Linked DNA regions of Mus musculus: all the other regions are linked to region 1. The links are chromatin contacts, called in public HiChIP or PLAC-seq maps. All regions are on one chromosome and are shown on one strand. The core of a region is the stretch at or near the end of the contact, and the rest is flanking DNA. Distances in the headings are between cores, read along the strand shown.

Evidence for each region. HiChIP or PLAC-seq counts read pairs in DNA pulled down with a chosen protein or histone mark.
Region 2: a BATF HiChIP or PLAC-seq map of CD8 T cells shows a contact between it and region 1, with 27 read pairs. The contact joins the enhancer-like site here to the promoter of Cd28 in region 1. A contact is called at or near these places in 1 of 15 datasets of contacts at CTCF or cohesin (CD8 T cells), 3 of 484 Hi-C or Micro-C datasets (CD8 T cells, the N1E-115 cell line and Th1 cells), 3 of 115 datasets of contacts at active chromatin or transcription factors (CD8 T cells, the SCID.adh cell line and bone marrow-derived macrophages) and 4 of 9 other capture datasets (adipose tissue, embryonic stem cells, liver and 1 more).
Region 3: an H3K4me3 HiChIP or PLAC-seq map of bone marrow-derived macrophages shows a contact between it and region 1, with 2.2 times the contacts expected there. The contact joins the enhancer-like site here to the promoter of Cd28 in region 1. A contact is called at or near these places in 1 of 39 promoter capture datasets (macrophages), 1 of 484 Hi-C or Micro-C datasets (CD4 T cells), 4 of 115 datasets of contacts at active chromatin or transcription factors (bone marrow-derived macrophages, double positive thymocytes, embryonic stem cells and 1 more) and 4 of 9 other capture datasets (adipose tissue, embryonic stem cells, liver and 1 more).

Annotation. Positions count from the first base shown.
Region 1 is chr1:60,744,778-60,747,708 of GRCm38.p6, reverse strand. It overlaps Cd28 (CD28 antigen), which reads right to left and starts at 1,321. Exons shown (of 4, transcript NM_007642.4): 1 at 1,181-1,321. The coding sequence starts at 1,235.
Region 2 is chr1:60,679,914-60,682,881 of GRCm38.p6, reverse strand. No RefSeq gene overlaps it. Among named protein-coding and RNA genes, the nearest start is that of Cd28, 65 kb to the left of the region's middle. Within about 2 kb of position 1,516, at least 6 of the 459 cell types and tissues checked have an H3K27ac peak or open chromatin away from gene starts, as enhancers often do. A contact at or near this core is called in CD8 T cells and Th1 cells, where this site is marked.
Region 3 is chr1:60,657,260-60,660,087 of GRCm38.p6, reverse strand. No RefSeq gene overlaps it. Among named protein-coding and RNA genes, the nearest start is that of Gm38388, 59 kb to the right of the region's middle. Within about 2 kb of position 1,452, at least 25 of the 459 cell types and tissues checked have an H3K27ac peak or open chromatin away from gene starts, as enhancers often do. A contact at or near this core is called in bone marrow-derived macrophages and liver, where this site is marked.

The DNA.
Region 1 (2,931 bases), core at 72-2,571:
CACAGAGGGCATCAGAAAAGCATTCTGTGTAAAATCACTAATGTTGCATGACTTTCAACAAGGGTAAGGCTTTACTATCTAGTAAATTAAGGTGTCTTAAGTATTCCTTTAAAAGAAAGTTAAGATCCCTTAAACATGATATACAGAAACCTTTAAACATAAATTTTAAAGATTCTTTAGCTGTAAATATGTGTTGCCAAATACTGGAGACCTGCATCCTCTGGAGAAATTATTGAACATTCTCTTCAATAGATGGCCTCCTTCCAATGGTCTCTTCATTTGGAATGGAGTTTATGACAATAAATAGCTCTTACTCATGAGAACCAAAGGTTGTTTAGGGTAAGAACTTTCTAATTGATAAATATATAGCCTCCTTGCCATTGCTATTGGGAACTTGAAGGATTTTAACCTAAATAAACATATTTCAACCAACAGTAAAAGGAAACTTACTGGTGTCTATACCAGCTTTTGTGCTTACTTCAGGATTCTTCTTGGCACTCGCTGAATTCAGGTAGACATACTACTTACATGAACACCATGTTTACTGCTCAAGCCTGAACTAAGACCTCCACAATGTCTATTTCATTTTATCTCACAATGAAATTGAGGTGATGCTCATTTAGGGTCCCGTTTTACAGAGATTTAGGTAGTAAATCCTGCTCCAAACGCCACTAGGGAGAATTGAGATATGAGCCCAGGCAATCTAATCCAAGACCTCTAGAATTTACCTACTCTCTTACTTATCACAGTTTTATAGGATGTAAAAAGTAGAATCCTGACTGGGCGGTGGTGTCACATGCCTTTAATCCTTGTACTCAGGAGGCAGAGGCAGTTAAATCTCTGAATTCGAGGACAGCCTGGTCTACAAAGTGAGTTCCAGGACAGCCAGGGCTATACAGAGAAACCCTATCTCAAAACAAAACAATAAATAAAATTCTGAATATAAAAGTTCTTGGGACTAGTTGTTAAATAAAATGTTACTTCTTCCCAAAGAACTTGTGTTAAAGTTCTATTTGCTGTATTATGAGAATTAGCTAGTTTCTAAATAGTAGCTTGTCAAATTAGCACAAAACTCTAAATGCATTCAAGTTTCACAGGTCACTACAGTTTTAAAATAAACCATGCTGGTCATGAGAACACAAATGAAAACAGGGGGAAAAATGGTATCAAAATTGCTTACCTGTTACTTGAACTGAGAAGAAGTTGAGAGCCAAGAACAGCAGCCTGAGTGTCATTGTTCTGATGAGGGCCAGGGCTGCAGCCCCTCCTCTGTGAGCAAGGCAGAGTGTGGTGTGAACTGAAGTCACATCTGCCAAGGTCTATGACTCTCTGCCATCCAGGGCCACTTTACAGGGCACATGATCAAGGGACTCAAACCACAAGGCTTCGTGACTTTCACACAGGATATTACATTGTTTTTGATGACTTGACTTTTACTTCTTTTAGCAACCAGTCCTTTTTTTCTTTTTTCTTTTTTGGGAGGCGGGGGGGGGGGGTACTGAAGAGAGTGTCAGCCACCACCAGATAATGTGCTCAGGAGAGTCATGCTGATGAGCATCGGAGCTGTGAAATGTGGGCGCTTAGGGCCCAGCAACAACAAAAGCAGACAAACAAGGCATTCTAAAGAAGAGAGAAAAACCTCTCTCAGAAGACAAACTCTTACAGACGAATCCAAAATACAAGGCTGTGTGGGAAGCTGAGAGATTTCTATGCACGTGTTTAAATTCTGCATAAACGTTATGAGATTGAAGTTTGAAATAATCTTAAGGCGATCCTATGGAGTGTATGTATAACTCACTTCTACCAATTTTGAAAACCGCTTCCAAGTACACACTTGGCAAGCACCCAGGCATCTGAGCAGCTGCAGAAATTTCCAGAGCAAAGAGGAAGTCATAAAAACACCATATTTTCTTAGGGAAACAGGAGGTAAACGAAACACCCTTGCTACCTCATGTTCCCTATGTCCCTCAAAGAAACATTTCAAACAGCAGACCATTGGAAGATTCACCACAGAGACACCCGGGGCCTTTGTAACCAGCTCTCCACACCTCTCCCCAACTCCTGGGCCTTCTGTAGACAGGGCTAGCCCACCAGCATGGCCAGCTCCACATTCCTCTTCTAGAGCCATCCTGGATCCCCCTGGTCAGCATCTGTACTCAACAGCTTCCCTGATAGTCTGACTCTTATAGAAGCTATAATCATCGGAGTTTGTGGTTATATGTATCTCATACACATTAGCTTTCTCAAAACTTTCTTGGTGATTTTTTTTCTTTCTTTTCTGATAATCTGAGCTTTGTGAAACCAGCCTCATTTGTGATTTTGTGTATATTTAAAAGAATGATTTATATTTTTTATTCTGAATACAAAAGTGAGCTATATTGCATACGTAAAAAAATTTAGAAAAAAATATAAGCATAAAGTCAAGGTTTACCTATATTCTTACCGAATTATAAAAATACTTAATATTTGAGCCATTACTTTCCATGTTGTTTTGTTTATAGTTTTCAATAGATATGTTATCAATTGTTAATTTCTAAGGCATCCATATATGATATAAATATTTTTATTACATTTTAGCTGGTATATAAAACTTAAATATTAAACGTATCAGTCAAATACCATATGATGTTTTATAGGCATATATACATATTTTATTTTTCGAGACAGGGTTTCTTTGTGTAGTCCTGGCTGTCCTGGAACTCGCTCTGTAGATCAGGCTGGCCTCAAACTTGTAATCCTCTTGACACAACCTCTTAAATGCTAGTATTATAGATGTGGACCATAATACCCGATTCTACTCTCTGATTCTAGGCAATGAATGTTTTTTTGTTTTGTTTTGGTTTGTTTGTTTGTTTTTTTATCTTCAATTGGATGAAATTATGTGATACTTGTCTTTGTGTAGCTGACTTCTCTCTCAATGGCAGTATACAG
Region 2 (2,968 bases), core at 267-2,766, 65 kb after region 1:
AGGGAGCCAAACCACCAGATGGGCAGGCCTGGAGCAAGACAGGGCCTGAGGCATGTCCAAACCCAGAAAATCTCATTTTGAGATTAGAAGTAGGATGGCTTCCTGCCATGGGCCTGCATGTCCTGGGGTACCCTTGCCACACCAGAGGAGGTCACATTGCCTGAAGCCAGGTTAAACTTTCCTTCTCCTTATAAGGTCAGGTACGGCAGCACCTGGAATTCCTCTTCATACAAATGAAGAATCCCCAGCAGCCTGGCCAGTGATGTACAACACACACCAATAGCCCCTACTCTCGCCCCTCAAAGGTTTAAATAGCCTTTGTTCTCCCCAAAAAATGAAACCAGTTCTCTGAAGCTGCTGGCAGTTTTGCAGGTTCTTTACCTGCGTTTTCACCATCCGCCCAGCTAAGCAGCTCTCCCTCCAGTCCAGCCTGGTGCACAATGGGACTGGGTACCTGGGGGAGGAGGAGAGGGGAGGTGCTGGAGCGGGGACGAGACTCGGAAGTGAGACTACGGAAGTGCTCTTCTACTACTCAATTCCATCAACCTGTCTTCCTATCTCAAAGGATCCTCATCATATTCTCACGATCTTCCTGAGCTATTCTACTGCCGCCAATCTCAGGGTGAGGTTTCTAGAGTTTGGACACACCTCAGAAGATTTCTCACCTTCTATCTAATTCTGGTGTCCCCTTATCTCACCGACCCTCTTGAAGGTTCCTCTTTCCTAGCACCTAAGACACTGTGCCTTGATCTACCAGTGGGCTTTTCATTCCGAGTCTTGTTCCTTAGAAGTTCTTTTGGACACGTAAACTTTGTATGCCCCAGTACAGGGGAACGCCAGGGCCAAAAAGGGGGAGTGGGTGGGTAGGGGAGTGGGGGTGGGTGGGTATGGGGGACTTTTGGTATAGCATTGGAAATGTAAATGAGCTAAATACCTAATAAAAAATGGAAAAAAAAAAGTTCTTTTGGAAGCGAAAGGTCCCTAAACATGCTAGCTGTGGGTCGAGACTGCTACCGATCTCTAACTACATACATCACAAACTCAAGCTTCGTATCAAGCTGTTCCTCTCTCCTGGTTCAGGAGGGAATCTAGAGGTCATCTGAAGCTACCTCTCCTTTCCCAGCTCATGCAATGTGTACAGTGCTCTTATACATTCTCGGTATCACCGTTGTTCCAAGCCCAGTACTACATTGTCTCTTCCCTTCCTGACCTCCAAAAAAACCAAGTGTAATGCTTCCAAAGTAGCCTTGAAAACACTGGTCCTTGTGGTGTCACTCCTGCTGATCTTGAGTTTGTGTGTGTGCATCTCACATGTTTGGGGGTCAGCTGGCTGTCAGGGATTAGGATGGCCTTGGATCTTCTCCACACATCTGCCATGCATCTGCATAGAGTTAGCCTAAATGTGTTCCACAGCAAGAAAGAAATGAAAAGAGAACACGATTCAGTCATGCCAGTAGGTTAAGGAAATTCATGTGGTTTTCGAGCTCCTGCCTGCATCACACTTGGTAAGGTTCTGTGAGCCAAAGCAAAGAAGTGAGCCCAGAGTCAGAACAGGAAGGCGCTAGGCAGGCCCAGCACAGAGGCTGCAGGAACACAGAAAGGTCACTAATAGAGTCATTCTGCATAATGTCCTAAAGGTGCTTGCATTCTGTACTTATACACACCATCGTTCTACACTAATAAAAGTATTGTTGTTGGCTTTAAAAGGCTAAAGATAAAAGACAGATCTGGTTTAACACAGGCTGTCCTCAAACTTACCATTCACTTGAGAATGGCCTTGAATTCCTGACCCTCTTGTGTCCACTCCCAAGTTCTGGAATTATAAGCATGCACCAACCATCACGCCTGGCCATATGCTGTCAATCATACTGATTATAAACTCTAGAGTATAGGAACTGTATTTTATTCTTACTATATCTCCTACAGACATTAGCCAAATAATACACACAAAGTAGACACCAACAAATTTTATAGCATATCTCTAAATCCCATGTTTATAAATTATTATTATGTGTTATGTATATTACATATAATAATTCATTATATGCTGCAGCTCTGCATTTTCTAAATTCTTTTCAAGTATACTTATATACTAAGCATGTCACTATATATGCTTAGTATCTGCTGTGCAAAATAATATTTCTTACTCACTGCCTAAACAACCCTTTCTTAAAACCAAGCCAAGTAATTCTCATGTTCAAAAGGATAGTAAAAATAATTTCCTGCCACTAAATTTTGCACATTTCAAACTGGCCTTGTTCCTCCTGAAAGGGGATCTCAATTTTGTCTGATTTTCTTCTCTGTCCTCTCCTCTGTATCCTCCTCTGTAGTGAGAATTTTGGTATCTATAAAAACACAGAAATGTTATGGGAATATGTTTTTGCCTTAATCCCAGTTGTGGGATATGGGGTTGCTTCAGATTTTCCTCAGCAGGTGACTATGACTGCCTCATGTTCTAGCAGGACTGTGATTTTGCTAGCTGCAGATGGTTTCTGCAAGTGTACAACATTCGAAATTCTAGGTACTCCTGAGAGGATATAAAAATGCTGGAGCCCTGAGAGGGGCTGTGGTGACTGCTGCTCCTCCTGCACCTACTGTTGCTGGGTGCTGGGTGCTGGTTGGAGATTTCCTGACAAGGAAGATCAAATTTGCCCCAAGGAACGCGATGCCCCTAATCAGCAGGAAGTAGTCTAACAAGACCGAAACCCCCTTTCCCCTCTAGCCTTCTCTCTCTCCTACCTAGCGTTGGGGGTTAGAAGGGACTGGGGTGGAGAAGGCTGGTCAGAAAAACCCATAAAGTAGCCAAAAGTCAGGCTGCATGCCTCACTTAAGGAGCAGCCATCAGAACTGTCCTTCAGATCTCAGGGGAAATGCCATGGTCTGGTTTAAAGCTCCCTAAATGTCATCATAGCCCCAGACATTAAGTAAGTTGAACTGAGACAACTTGTCACCACACACTGAAAACCAA
Region 3 (2,828 bases), core at 203-2,702, 88 kb after region 1:
TGTGCAACTACTCAGATACCACTGTTTATATGAAAAATGGCATTTACTTAATTTTCTGAATTTAAAAAAAATGGTTTTGAGATTTCCTGACAGTTCCTCTAAGATTATGTGCCTCTATAATCTGTTTGCTTGCTTGCTTGCTTGCTTGCTTGAAAAATAAATCCATTTCAATCACTGCCTGGCCAAAGTTTAAACTTAAAATAGACTCAACAGTTAATCAATAGGTTGATCTGCTGATGCAGAGGGTAGCTAGGCACAGCCAGAGGTCAGTGTACTGAGGCAGTCAACAACTTATTCCATAGAACTCAGCACAGAGAACATACCTAAGCAGTCAGACCTTATCACATGGATCTAGTGACATGGACCTAGGGAGGGCCTGCATAAATGTCAGTCTCAAGTACGTATGTTAACTGCTGCATTGTATGGCACAATAGCCTGTAGACAGCTCATGTCCATATTAGGGTAGCTCTAACTGTAGACAACAAGATTTTCTACAACAGGATTCCTTGAGCACTACAGTATTTGTATATTAGACACTTTGAAAAGCAAACATGTAACTCTATAGTCCTAACCAAAATGAATCTTCTCTGAATTGCTATACAAGAAAGTTTTGTAATGAGGGAAAAAATATGAATTGTTCATGCAACCTATATGAAATTGCATTAAATTAAGCATGATTTAACTAGGCCAGTTTCTGTGTGATACTGTATCATATCAATGATATGATACAGGCTTTCAATTTACAAGAACAAGTGTTACAAAAAAAGAAACTCAAGAGAAAACATGTCAGTTTTCTTCTTACACAGTTGTATTGGCCTAAAATCACCTACAGAATCCAAAGGTTAGCTAGTCTTTCATAACAGCTTTGGAAAAATAAATAAGTAAAACATGCAGCCAGCTTGAGTCTACAGTAAGTTCTCTTCATCTAATCATGACTCTGATATACCAATAAAATACAGAGCAATTTGACATCAAATGAGATCCGGCTCTCCCATTTTGTAAGTAAATGCCTCTGAAAATCGCTGAACCAAGGCAGAGAAAGCCAGGTGAGAAACATCATTAGTGTCTAATGGAAAGCTGCGGGGTGGAAAGACCTGGCTCCTTTCCTTGCTCTGCTGGAATGCAGTCAGCAGTCCTGGGGATAGTTCTACGGCGTGTCTGTCTGCCTTCCTTTGTTCACAAGACTCCTTTGGAATAGATGCAGGAACTGACAAGCATTCAAGATTATGAAGACAACACCTGGCAAGGATGCCTTGTGGACAAGGAGTCTTCGTACAGATAAAGTGGACAGTGAGGTCAGGTGGTAGCAACAGTTGCAGGCCTGGTCTTAGAATCACCACCATGGCAGTTCTAAAGTCAGTGCTCTGAGCCAGACTTCCTACGTGTTATAGTCTGACTGTACTTCCTTCCTTCCTGTGTTATAGTCTGACTGTTTCAACAGTTGAGTGGCACTGCCTAGGGAGATTGTAGAACCTTTTGGACATGGGGCCCAGCTGGCAAATGTAGCGTCTAGCTATAGGGGTGGGGCTAATAAGTTATGACTCAGCCACAGTTATGACCAAAGTTTTCTCTGTTCCCAGACTGCCGAGACAGTGTAGTCACCACCATGCAGCCCTGCTCCCAGATTTTCTCCGCCATATGAACTGTCTCCCTATGACCCTGAATAAATCCTTTCTGTCTTCAGCTGTTTCTGTCAGAAATTCTGTCAGAGCAATGAGGAAAGGAACTAGTCCCCATCCTGTTTCTAGGTCTCCTGGTGCAACATCCTAACCTGGGATAACTGAGCAGTTTCTTTACCGCCTTGTGCCTTAATCTCCTTGTCTGAAAGAAGTTGGTATTTAATAACACCCACCTTGATGTGTTATTGCAAATATTGATTGATATAAAGCACTGACACTGGGCCTGGCACCTAGAGAACACATGGTTAATGTTGGCCATTCCTCATCAGAACTCCCCATCCCAAATCTCTATGGACAGTTTAATTCTGGGTTTCTTTATCAATGTGTAACTGAAAACCCTTCCAATTAAGAGCTACCTTACAGTCAATCTCTCTAAAAAGATCTTCCTACACATTCAACTCCTTGCTCAAAAGCTTCGATGGCTCCATATCTCCAAAAAGATTCGCAAGTCCCATCCTTGAATTTAGCTTGCAGAGTGCCTTCTGCTCTAGTCTGCTTTCCCAACCTTCTCATCCAGTTAGACCCACGCCCCTTATATCACCGGCCAGATGCGTGTCTCTAACCCACTGCCATACAGGCTCTGTGCCACACACAGGAAGTGCAGGTAATTATCTGCTACGTTACTTTTGCTCTGGCATACTGGAGCATAGTTGTTTATATCTCACTATGGCAAAGGATCCAGAAGCCTGAGGTCCGCCCAGAGGGAAGACTGACCCAGAAAACCCAGCCTGACCACAGCTTCTGAGAAGCTCAGCAGTGGTTGCCAGGTTGAGCTAAGGCTGGGAGCACAGATCTCCCGCAATGTTTAGTCTCAGGCATGCTCAGTAATACACATGTGCATTGAAGCTATTTTAAAATAATAATCCTATTGAGGAGTCTAGGGAGAAGTCTTAAGTGGGAGTTCGCAAAAATAAGACTCTAGAAGATTTAAAAAAGCAGTAGCAATTTTGGCTAAAAACTGTAAGCCCTAACCACCCTGCTTTCCCCATGGGGACACCCTCACTGAGAGAAATTTTTTAAATTTATTTATACAATGCAACAAGCTAATCTCTCTTTCTGGTCAACAAAAGCTTCCAGCCCTGTTCACAGAACTGACTTAAAACTCTGTGTCGGTCAGTTTGCTTCCTCTTTGGTGCCACTGGGATTTGA